Regions from separate parts of the Ovis aries genome. Here all the other regions are linked to region 2. The links are chromatin contacts, called in public Hi-C maps. All regions are on one chromosome and are shown on one strand. The core of a region is the stretch at or near the end of the contact, and the rest is flanking DNA. Distances in the headings are between cores, read along the strand shown.

Evidence for each region. Hi-C and Micro-C count contacts between places; a contact is called where the count stands out from the background.
Region 1: a contact with region 2 is called in a Hi-C map of liver, with 4 times the contacts expected there. The contact joins the promoter of C19H3orf18 here to the promoter of MANF in region 2. A contact is called at or near these places in 8 of 16 Hi-C or Micro-C datasets (blood, hypothalamus, liver and 3 more).
Region 3: a contact with region 2 is called in a Hi-C map of liver, with 8 times the contacts expected there. The contact joins the promoter of MAPKAPK3 here to the promoter of MANF in region 2. A contact is called at or near these places in 11 of 16 Hi-C or Micro-C datasets (blood, hypothalamus, liver and 5 more).

Annotation. Positions count from the first base shown.
Region 1 is chr19:49,843,958-49,846,657 of ARS-UI_Ramb_v3.0, reverse strand. It overlaps C19H3orf18 (chromosome 19 C3orf18 homolog), which reads right to left and starts at 1,429. Exons shown (of 5, transcript XM_004018435.6): 1 at 1,127-1,429.
Region 2 is chr19:49,443,132-49,445,942 of ARS-UI_Ramb_v3.0, reverse strand. MANF (mesencephalic astrocyte derived neurotrophic factor) reads left to right here and starts at 1,345. Exons shown (of 4, transcript XM_042236163.1): 1 at 1,345-1,467; 2 at 2,144-2,348. The coding sequence starts at 2,190. DOCK3 (dedicator of cytokinesis 3) reads left to right here. Exons shown (of 53, transcript XM_042236155.2): 53 at 1-315.
Region 3 is chr19:49,788,059-49,790,758 of ARS-UI_Ramb_v3.0, reverse strand. MAPKAPK3 (MAPK activated protein kinase 3) reads left to right here and starts at 1,266. Exons shown (of 11, transcript XM_015102404.3): 1 at 1,266-1,372; 2 at 1,635-1,910. The coding sequence starts at 1,686.

The DNA.
Region 1 (2,700 bases), core at 180-2,679, 400 kb before region 2:
GTTTCCCTGAGTCTAAGCTGTAGGCATTAAGGGCACCTCCCTCACAGAAAGGGTGAGAGGGTCACTGACATATCAGAATGAAGTAGTCCCTAGAAATGACTTAGCTCAGACAACCCTTATCCACAGTAAGCACCCAGTAAGTGTAAGCTCTTCTCACTCTGGTCACTCCATTTGGGAAAGGGGGGCCACAGAAGCCCCTGCACCCACTTTGCTGTGTGTCGTCCAGCCCGTGCTTGGAAGGAGGGCAGGGACAGGTGTGGCAAGGCCAGAAGACAAGAAGGAGAGAAAGGAGTAATTCAGGGCCTCTGATGGGCTTTCTCTGTAGGCTCTTGGGTCCCTGGACCCCTACAGGGGAGCCAGAGGCTGCCAGGGACCAGGAGACAGTCAAGGAGAGTGAATCTTCAGAGGTAAGAATGGAGCTCCCACTCTGAGATGACTTCTCCTACCCTTCCCTCTTCCCTTGGGAGCAGAGGGTGGGCGATATGCCCAGTCCAGGCTGTGACTTTGGCCTTCCCAGGCCAAAAGGCCCTGGATAAGACGGAGTGGGAAGAAGTCCCAGCCAAACTGCAGAAAGGCAGGCCTAGGGAGAGGAGGAATGCACAGATCATGGCTGCATACACACGCTGTGTGCCAGCTCATGGGTATATGTGGGATGCCTCCCATATGGGTGCATGGGTGTGTGTGAGGTGGGCACACACACCCAGGATGGCCCCTTAGGAAGGGGCAAGGCTGGCACAGAAACACAGGATGGGAGAGGCTCATCGCCGCTCTCTGTCCTCTGCCTCTAGGTAGGCTGGGCTTGTCAGGAGTCCCAGGTTCTTTCTTGGTTCTGCCACTGACTCCGAGATGTGACCTTGGGCCAGACCCTTAACACTTGCTCTGGGGCTCTGTTTATTTTTCCTTCCAAAGGAGGGAAAGGGCCCTGCTCATCACTGTTCAGGACTGTCTCACGTTCCAAAGGGCAAGAGAAGGAATGGGGAGGAAAAGGGTTGGGCGCTACGACCTCCGAGAACCCACATACCGTTCTCCACCAGGTTCATCATTCCTCGCTACTCCAATCCCCATCCCCACCTTCGTCCCTCTGATTCCTCCATTCTTGCACAGAAGCGGCGACCTCAGCACTTACTTAATCCTCTCTGGGACGCCGAGCTCAGCCGGAGAGGTTAGGGGTGGTGGCGACCGGCAGGAGGCGGGGGCAAGGTTAGGGGGAAGACCCCCCAGGTCCTAGGGTAGGGGGCGGCGAGTCCGACCCGACGTCCGCCCTCCCTGGGTGGACCTCCTGGGCTGTGCCTGTGACGTCGCACCGCCCACAGCAGAGCGCTAGCTCTGCCAGCCTGGACAGGGACAGGCCGGGCCGGGACCCACCGCGGGGGTGGGGCTGAGGCCAGCAGCCTAGCGTCTCCGCGATGCTCCAGCTATTCTCCTCCCTGCCAGCCCCGCGCCCCCGGCCCCGGATTGGCTGTCAGGCCCAGAGCCGGCTCTGCATTGGTCCGCTGGCCTGCCGCTCAGATCTGGCTCTGCCCCCAGCGAGAGCGGGAGCCGGGTCGCAGTTCTTGCAGACCACTGCTCATTCTCCCTGGCCCATGTAGAATCGCGCGGGGGACTGTGGGCGGCCAGGCCTTTCTTAAGGACAGAACTCTGGCCACCGGCTAGCCCAGGCTTCACCTCCACCCGGACAGACTCGCGCTCCCCAAATGCAGGTGGGCGCAGGTTTGGGGAGAGCACCAAACTAGGAGTCCTTGAGCCAGCGTTGAACTCTGGCTGGACGCTCTACTAGCTTGGTGAAATAGAGCAAGATGCTTCTCCTCCCTGGCTCTCAGCTTCTTGCTCAGATGGGCTCTGGTGTGAGGGCTATTGGCAAACGGTACCCACCTCTGGCTAGAAATGAGGCATCTTTCAGAGAAATAGGGAGATGGGATGGTATTATTATTGGAGAGGAATTACTGGGCACCTGGACCCAGGAAAACCTATATATACCCCTCCATCCAGAGTGCGATCACCTCTACAATGAGGAGCTTTCAGATACCTTCTAATTCTCAGGTTTTCATAGGAACTTATGGGGATCGCTTTTTAATAGCTTGTTACAGATACAGATCCCCGGGTCTGGGACGGAGCCTCGGAAACTGTATGTTTAACAGTAGTTTAGTCAACAGTGATCTAGTTAACAATAGACTCGAGGGCAGAGGGGAGTGGCATTGGCAGGCCACACTTGAGAGACCCTGCCATGAATTTTATAAGAGGAACTGAGGCACACAGAGAGGACCTGGACAAAGCCCCCCCCGATGAGTAAGGATTCAAACCCTGGTCTACTAATACTTCCAATTTAGAGCTGCCTGCTCCAAACCCTAAAACGGGGTTAGAGGGTCAAGAGCGGCCCTGGGGTCCAGTCGCCACCTGGTCCTGGACACTGGTCCTGTCCAGGTCCTGAACACTGGATGCCACTCCTCAAGTTAGTGCCCGCCCCCAACACTGGGCTACACCCACGTGCCGCTCTACCCGTACAAGGTCTGTGTTAGGCCACGCCCCTGCGCATAGCGCCGGATCCCTTGAACTCCTGGCCAGCTGATGACACGCCTCCGTTCGGGCGGCCTACACAACTCCGGAGTCGGTACCAGACACCGCAGGCTAAAGCCGTATTCCTGCTGTGACCTTCAGGAAGACTGGGGAGCAACCTTAACACAACGCCACCCTTTCCTACCG
Region 2 (2,811 bases), core at 96-2,595:
AGCCCTATAAATGTGTTTTTAACCTCTGGCATTCTGTGCTTATTTAAAATAAGAAAACTTCTAACCATTTCTTTTGTGTATTTATGTTTAAAATAAGAAGTGACTTAATGGTCTTACCTGTATCAGAAAGCAAAGTTAAAAGAAAAAAAAAATTTGTACTAGTGTCCCAAAAAAGTATTTTACTGTATATATTGTGGTAGCATGTTCTCAATCCAGCAAGTAATGTGAATTTTAGATGTAAATATCTGCCACTTGACTTCCCCCCTTTCCCCACTCCCTTGACTGCTGTTATGTGAATTAAAGATGAATACCTGATACTGACCCACTGAATTCACTGAATGGGAGCAGCCGCCAAGTGCCCGCCTCCAACCCTTGTCGCTGGGCTCCAAGCCCTTTTAGCCCCATAAAAATCTCTTTTCCGTCCTGAGCACAGAGCCAACCTTTTCCACGTCCGGCCTTCAAGCACAGGGAGCCAAGACTTGCACCGGAAAGGAGGGCAGCCGAGGGCGCAGAGCGCTCAGCTAGAAAGCAAGAGAGAAAACCAGCCACCTCGGCCAGGCTCCCGAGGCTTGTGAGTAAAAGGGGGAAGAAGAGGTCTTCCTGGCGTGGGGGACAAACCTCTGAAGCCGCCAATCTCCCCAGTAAAGCGGGATGGTTCCGAACTCAAAGCCAGGCAACCAATCCTGGCCCGGGCGCCCCTCTGAGCTCTGGGAAGGCAGCCTGGAGGGGGAGCCCCTCTTACCCGACATCTGTCCGCCCCGACTGGGTCCTCCTGTCTACCTGTCGGGGCAATCTGGACTCTTCCTCACCGGTTCCCCAAAGGCTGGTTCCCCAGCCCACCTGGTCCCTTAAGAAAAAAGAAAGAAACCTCTTTGCCTGTTGGGTTGCGGCTGACCACAGAGCCCCTGACCTGCACCACGAGTCGGGACCACAGCGGGGAAGTCCGTGGGGTTCTTCGGGAAGACCTGGGGCCCAGAACAGAGTACACAGAGCAACTGAGCAGGCGCGAGACAGCGGCCGAATTCCACTCCAGCCTGATGGAGCTCCTCCTCGGCCTCAGCCCCTGCCCCTACCAAAGATGGCGACAGAGCTGCTTCCGCCGCCTCTGCGGCCTCTTCCTGCGAGCAGCCCCGGTTCAATCAGCGGTCGACAACTGTCTAGGGCGGAGGGCGGGCGATCCCATCAGCCAATGAGGAAGGGTAGCGTGGAGCCGCTCTTCTGGGCTCCGAGGAGCGTGGACCAATGGGGGAACGGTGTGTGGGAGAGCGTGGGGGGCGCCAGCCAATAGGGAGCCACGGCGCGCGGCCGGGACCTGGGGGCTGCGCCGCACGGCGGGCGCGGTTCAGTCCGGCGAAGGCGGCAGAGGCGGCGGGTTGTGGAGGATGTGGGCCACCCACGGGCTGGCCGTGGCGCTGGCTCTGAGCGTGCTGCCGGCCAGCCGGGCGCTGCGACCGGGTGACTGCGAAGGTAAGGCGGAGTTGGTGGTCCGAGCGCTGTGGCCGGCCTGGCGGCGGTGCTGAACTCATCCAAACCACCGAAAGGCTGAGAGGCCGGGGCTAATGCGGGCGGGGGCGGCCGGCCCCAGTGGGGTCTGCCAGAGGAGGGACCAACGCCGGGTCCAGAAAACATTTTCTAGGCCTAAAAAACATTGGTCTGACGAGGAAGTTAGGACTAGATCGTACAGTTTGGCCTGAAACTGAGATAACGCCGGAATTTTGGTCCTTTACCATCACTGGGCAGAAGCTCCTGGGAGCGGTTCTGGCTAAGGTGGGGAATCCTTGAGGGCCGCCCGTGGGCACCGCGCCTGGTGTGATATGATAGGGTTGCAAAGATTCACGTTGGGGTTCGGTGTTGCGTTTGGAAATGAATAGCGTTTGCATCGTTTTTTTCTCTTCGGCCTCTCGTTTGTCCATTTATGAGGTCACAGTGAGCCTATCTCAAGGACACGTGTTCAATCTGAGTTTAAACTTTATGGAAATAGCAGGGAGGAGCTGTTTGTGGGTCATTAGGTGATGCTCGTTTCCCGCATCCCCTGGATGTACTCGGGGACCCAGCAACCCGGAGCACGGTTCTGTCTACCTGTGGGCACCCGAGAAAATCCGGTGGTAGAAAAACTCACCTTTTCTCCGTGTCTCCTATTAAGATTGCTGCTGGAGTTCCCGCCTGGTGAATTGGCCTGCAACTTGGTGATGACTGGAGCATCTTCCTTGTCTTTTTCAGTTTGTATTTCTTATCTGGGAAGGTTTTACCAGGACCTCAAAGACAGAGATGTCACATTCTCTCCAGCCTCTATTGAAAAAGAACTTATAAAGTTCTGCCGTGAAGCAAGAGGCAAAGAGAATCGGTTGGTAAGTAGCTGTTTAGCCCTCTCCAGGCTGTTCCTGGCCAGCGTTTTAAGAATCCACTTCCCAGGCCTGGAGGTACAAGACCCCGCCCACTTGTCTATGGAGGAGGCCAGCTGTTCTGTCAGTGAACTAATGTGGGTCTGAAGTGCTTTCTGTATTCGGCTGTTGGGATGTTATCCTTAGTGTTGATTAAGCACCTACTGTGTGCTGGACATCGGAAATATCAGGGGAGAGCAGTGACAGGCAAATGATGGCAGTGGGATGCAAGTTGTGCAGAAAATGGACCAGGAGGGTATGGTAGAGAGGGTGGGCACTAACTTAGACAGTAGTCAAGAATTTTTCTGAGACAGGGTCATCATCATGGAGGGGTAAAGAACATTACAGGCAGAGGGAACAGCCAATGTGAGTGCCCAGAGGCCAGAGCAATCTTAGCACGAGTGAGGACCGATGATGATGATGGAATGGG
Region 3 (2,700 bases), core at 17-2,516, 340 kb before region 2:
TCAGTCCTGGGATTTCTTTGGAAGGAATGATGCTAAAGCTGAAACTCCAGTACGTTGGCCACCTCATGCAAAGAGTTGACTCATTGGAAAAGACTTTGATGCTGGGAGGAATTGGGGGCAGGAGGAGAAGGGGACGACCGAGGATGAGATGGCTGGATGGCATCACTGACTTGATGGATGTGAATCTGAGTGAACTCTGGGAGTTGGTGATGGACAGGGAGGCCTGGCATGCTGCGATTCATGGGGTTGCAAAGAGTCGGACACGACTGAGCGACTGAACTGAACTGAACTGAACTGAACAGTCTGTGTTGGGAAAACTAGTTCAAAATATGTAAGATAATCTAAGATGGGGGCTTCCCCGGTGGCTTCCCCAGTGGCTTGGACAGTAAGGAATCCACCTGCATTGCAGGAGACCTGGGTTCGATCCCTGGGCTGGGAAGATCCCCTGGAGGAGGGCATGGCAACCCACTCCAGTATTCTTGCCTGGAGAATCCACATGGACAGAGGAGCCTGGCAGGCTGCAGTTCATGGGGTCTCAAAGAGTTGGACACGATTGAGCAACTAAGCACACAATCTAAGGTGGGCTCACAGTATAAGGGAAAACCTTTTAGCTAATAAAGAATATCTGGCACTAGGGTGGAAGGAGGAGATTTCTTAAACATGACACCAAAAGCTCAAGTCATAAGGTGAAAAGTTGATGGATATGACCAAATAGGAATTTAGGATTTCTAGTCTTAGGATGCTGTTTTCCAAGAACAAGAGATGCACAGAAGTGGAGAGATGCCAGTGCTAGAAAGATCCCAAGAGCAACCAGGAACCAGAGAGATGCGAATCTCAACAAAATTCCATTTCATTCTCCCTGTTGACAAACATTAAGACTTTATTTGGAAACCTTACACATTGTACCGGAGGGCCTTTTGGGATCTTCCAGAGAAAACACCCGATTCCAGGGGCTACCTGGGGCTCCAAGAGAAGATTTTCTGTGCTGCCACTTCCTTGATGGCTTGTACAATTGGCTGGCTGCTCGCACAGCCCACCCTGGAGCCGGCTGCTCTAGCGCTGGGTTTCCCCAGAGGCGGGCGGAGCCTGGGAGGTTTCCGCCCCCTTCTGGAAGCCACGCCCCCTATTTCTGCTGCCGCTCTAGGCGGGTCCGGCCCCGCCCCGTCCTGCCTGGGCCAGCCTGGCCCTTTAAGACTGACCCAGCCCGGCTTGTAGTCGGGGACGCGCGGGGGGAGGGGAGCGGTCACGTGGGTAGGCGGCGGCGCGACTCTCGGCTCTGCGCGCTCAGGGCCGCGGCCTCTGGCGACCCCTGTCCCTGCCCCTTACCGGCAACCACAGCCCCGTGAGCTGCCGTCAGGTCCGCCCTCGTCAGGTACGCCCTCACAGGGCTCCCCCCCACCTCCCAATCCCGGGACCTCGTGGCGCTTTCCCCTCTTGACTGGTGGCCGGGGCAGGACTCGCCTGGTGCCCCGCTTGCGTGACCACCGCCCCCTGCCGCGGGTCCGTCCTCTCCAGCAACTCGTTGCTCATTCCCAGCCCTGTCCCCGGCCCGAAGCCCGGTCCGGCTTAGGGCGTCCATGGCTGGAGTGTACTGAAGGAGTCTGAGCGGAACTCACTCTTCGTCTCTTTCCCAGGTGGCCCCGGACGCGCCAGGCTGGGGCCGCCTCTGAGCGCCCCGCGGGGCCATGGACGTGGAGACAGCAGAGGAGCAGGGGGGCCCTGCGCCCCCGTCAGGTGCACCCTGCGGACCTTGTTGCGCCGGCGCTCCCGCCCTCGGGGGGCGGCGGGAGCCCAAGAAGTACGCAGTGACCGATGACTACCAGTTGTCCAAGCAGGTGCTGGGCTTGGGTGTGAACGGCAAGGTGCTGGAGTGCTTCCACCGGCGCACTGGGCAGAAGTGTGCCCTGAAGGTCAGTGGCCCCGCGCTCCCGCATGGGCGGGGGCCCAACAGCAGCGACCTGTGGATGCGGGCTATGCCTAGGGCCTCTGTTAAGCTTCTTAGGCTAAGCATTACCGTTTCCTCCTCTTACTTGTGTGTAAAGTTGGGCTTCTGGTCCCTCTTGCTTCACAGATGGGGAAACTGAAGCTTAGTTTAGCTAAGCTCAGAATGTCCCAGGGAGCAAGGAGTGTAGTCAGCTGTGGGTATAGCCTGCTGTACCCGGAAGCAAGGAGGGAGTAACTCCTGACTCTGGGTTTCTGGCTGGGCCTGTGAGTTTGGGCCTGAGGGGGACCTGCATTCAGCTTGGCTGCTTCTTCTATGAGAAACTCTTCTGACTGGAATGGGTTTCACTTACTTTCTGCCTGAGGCTGAGTCCCCACAAAAGCTTGGGGTGGGGCTCTCCTGAGGTCCCTGCCTGCCTAGGCTGGAGTGGTGACAGTCTCCCAGGGCTGACTGGTGGGCAAGCCTGACACCCATTGCCCCTGTGGGCAGGAAGCTACTCATGGGCTCCAGATGAGTCAACCAGACCCATGTTGAAAGGGGCAGGCCCTGTCTCCGACCTGATCCACCCTGTTTCCTGGGCAGAGGGCGGGCCAGCCATCTAGCCACGTCACACCATAGACTCTCTGTGGGCCTGGTTAAGACCTCACTGATACAGTTGGATTCCCGGGAGTCTTGAGGGTGGCTGACCGAGCTATGTAGTTCTGGCTTAGGTCATACAGTTTTGAACCCAGGAACGTGCCCCATACCTCGAATCCCTT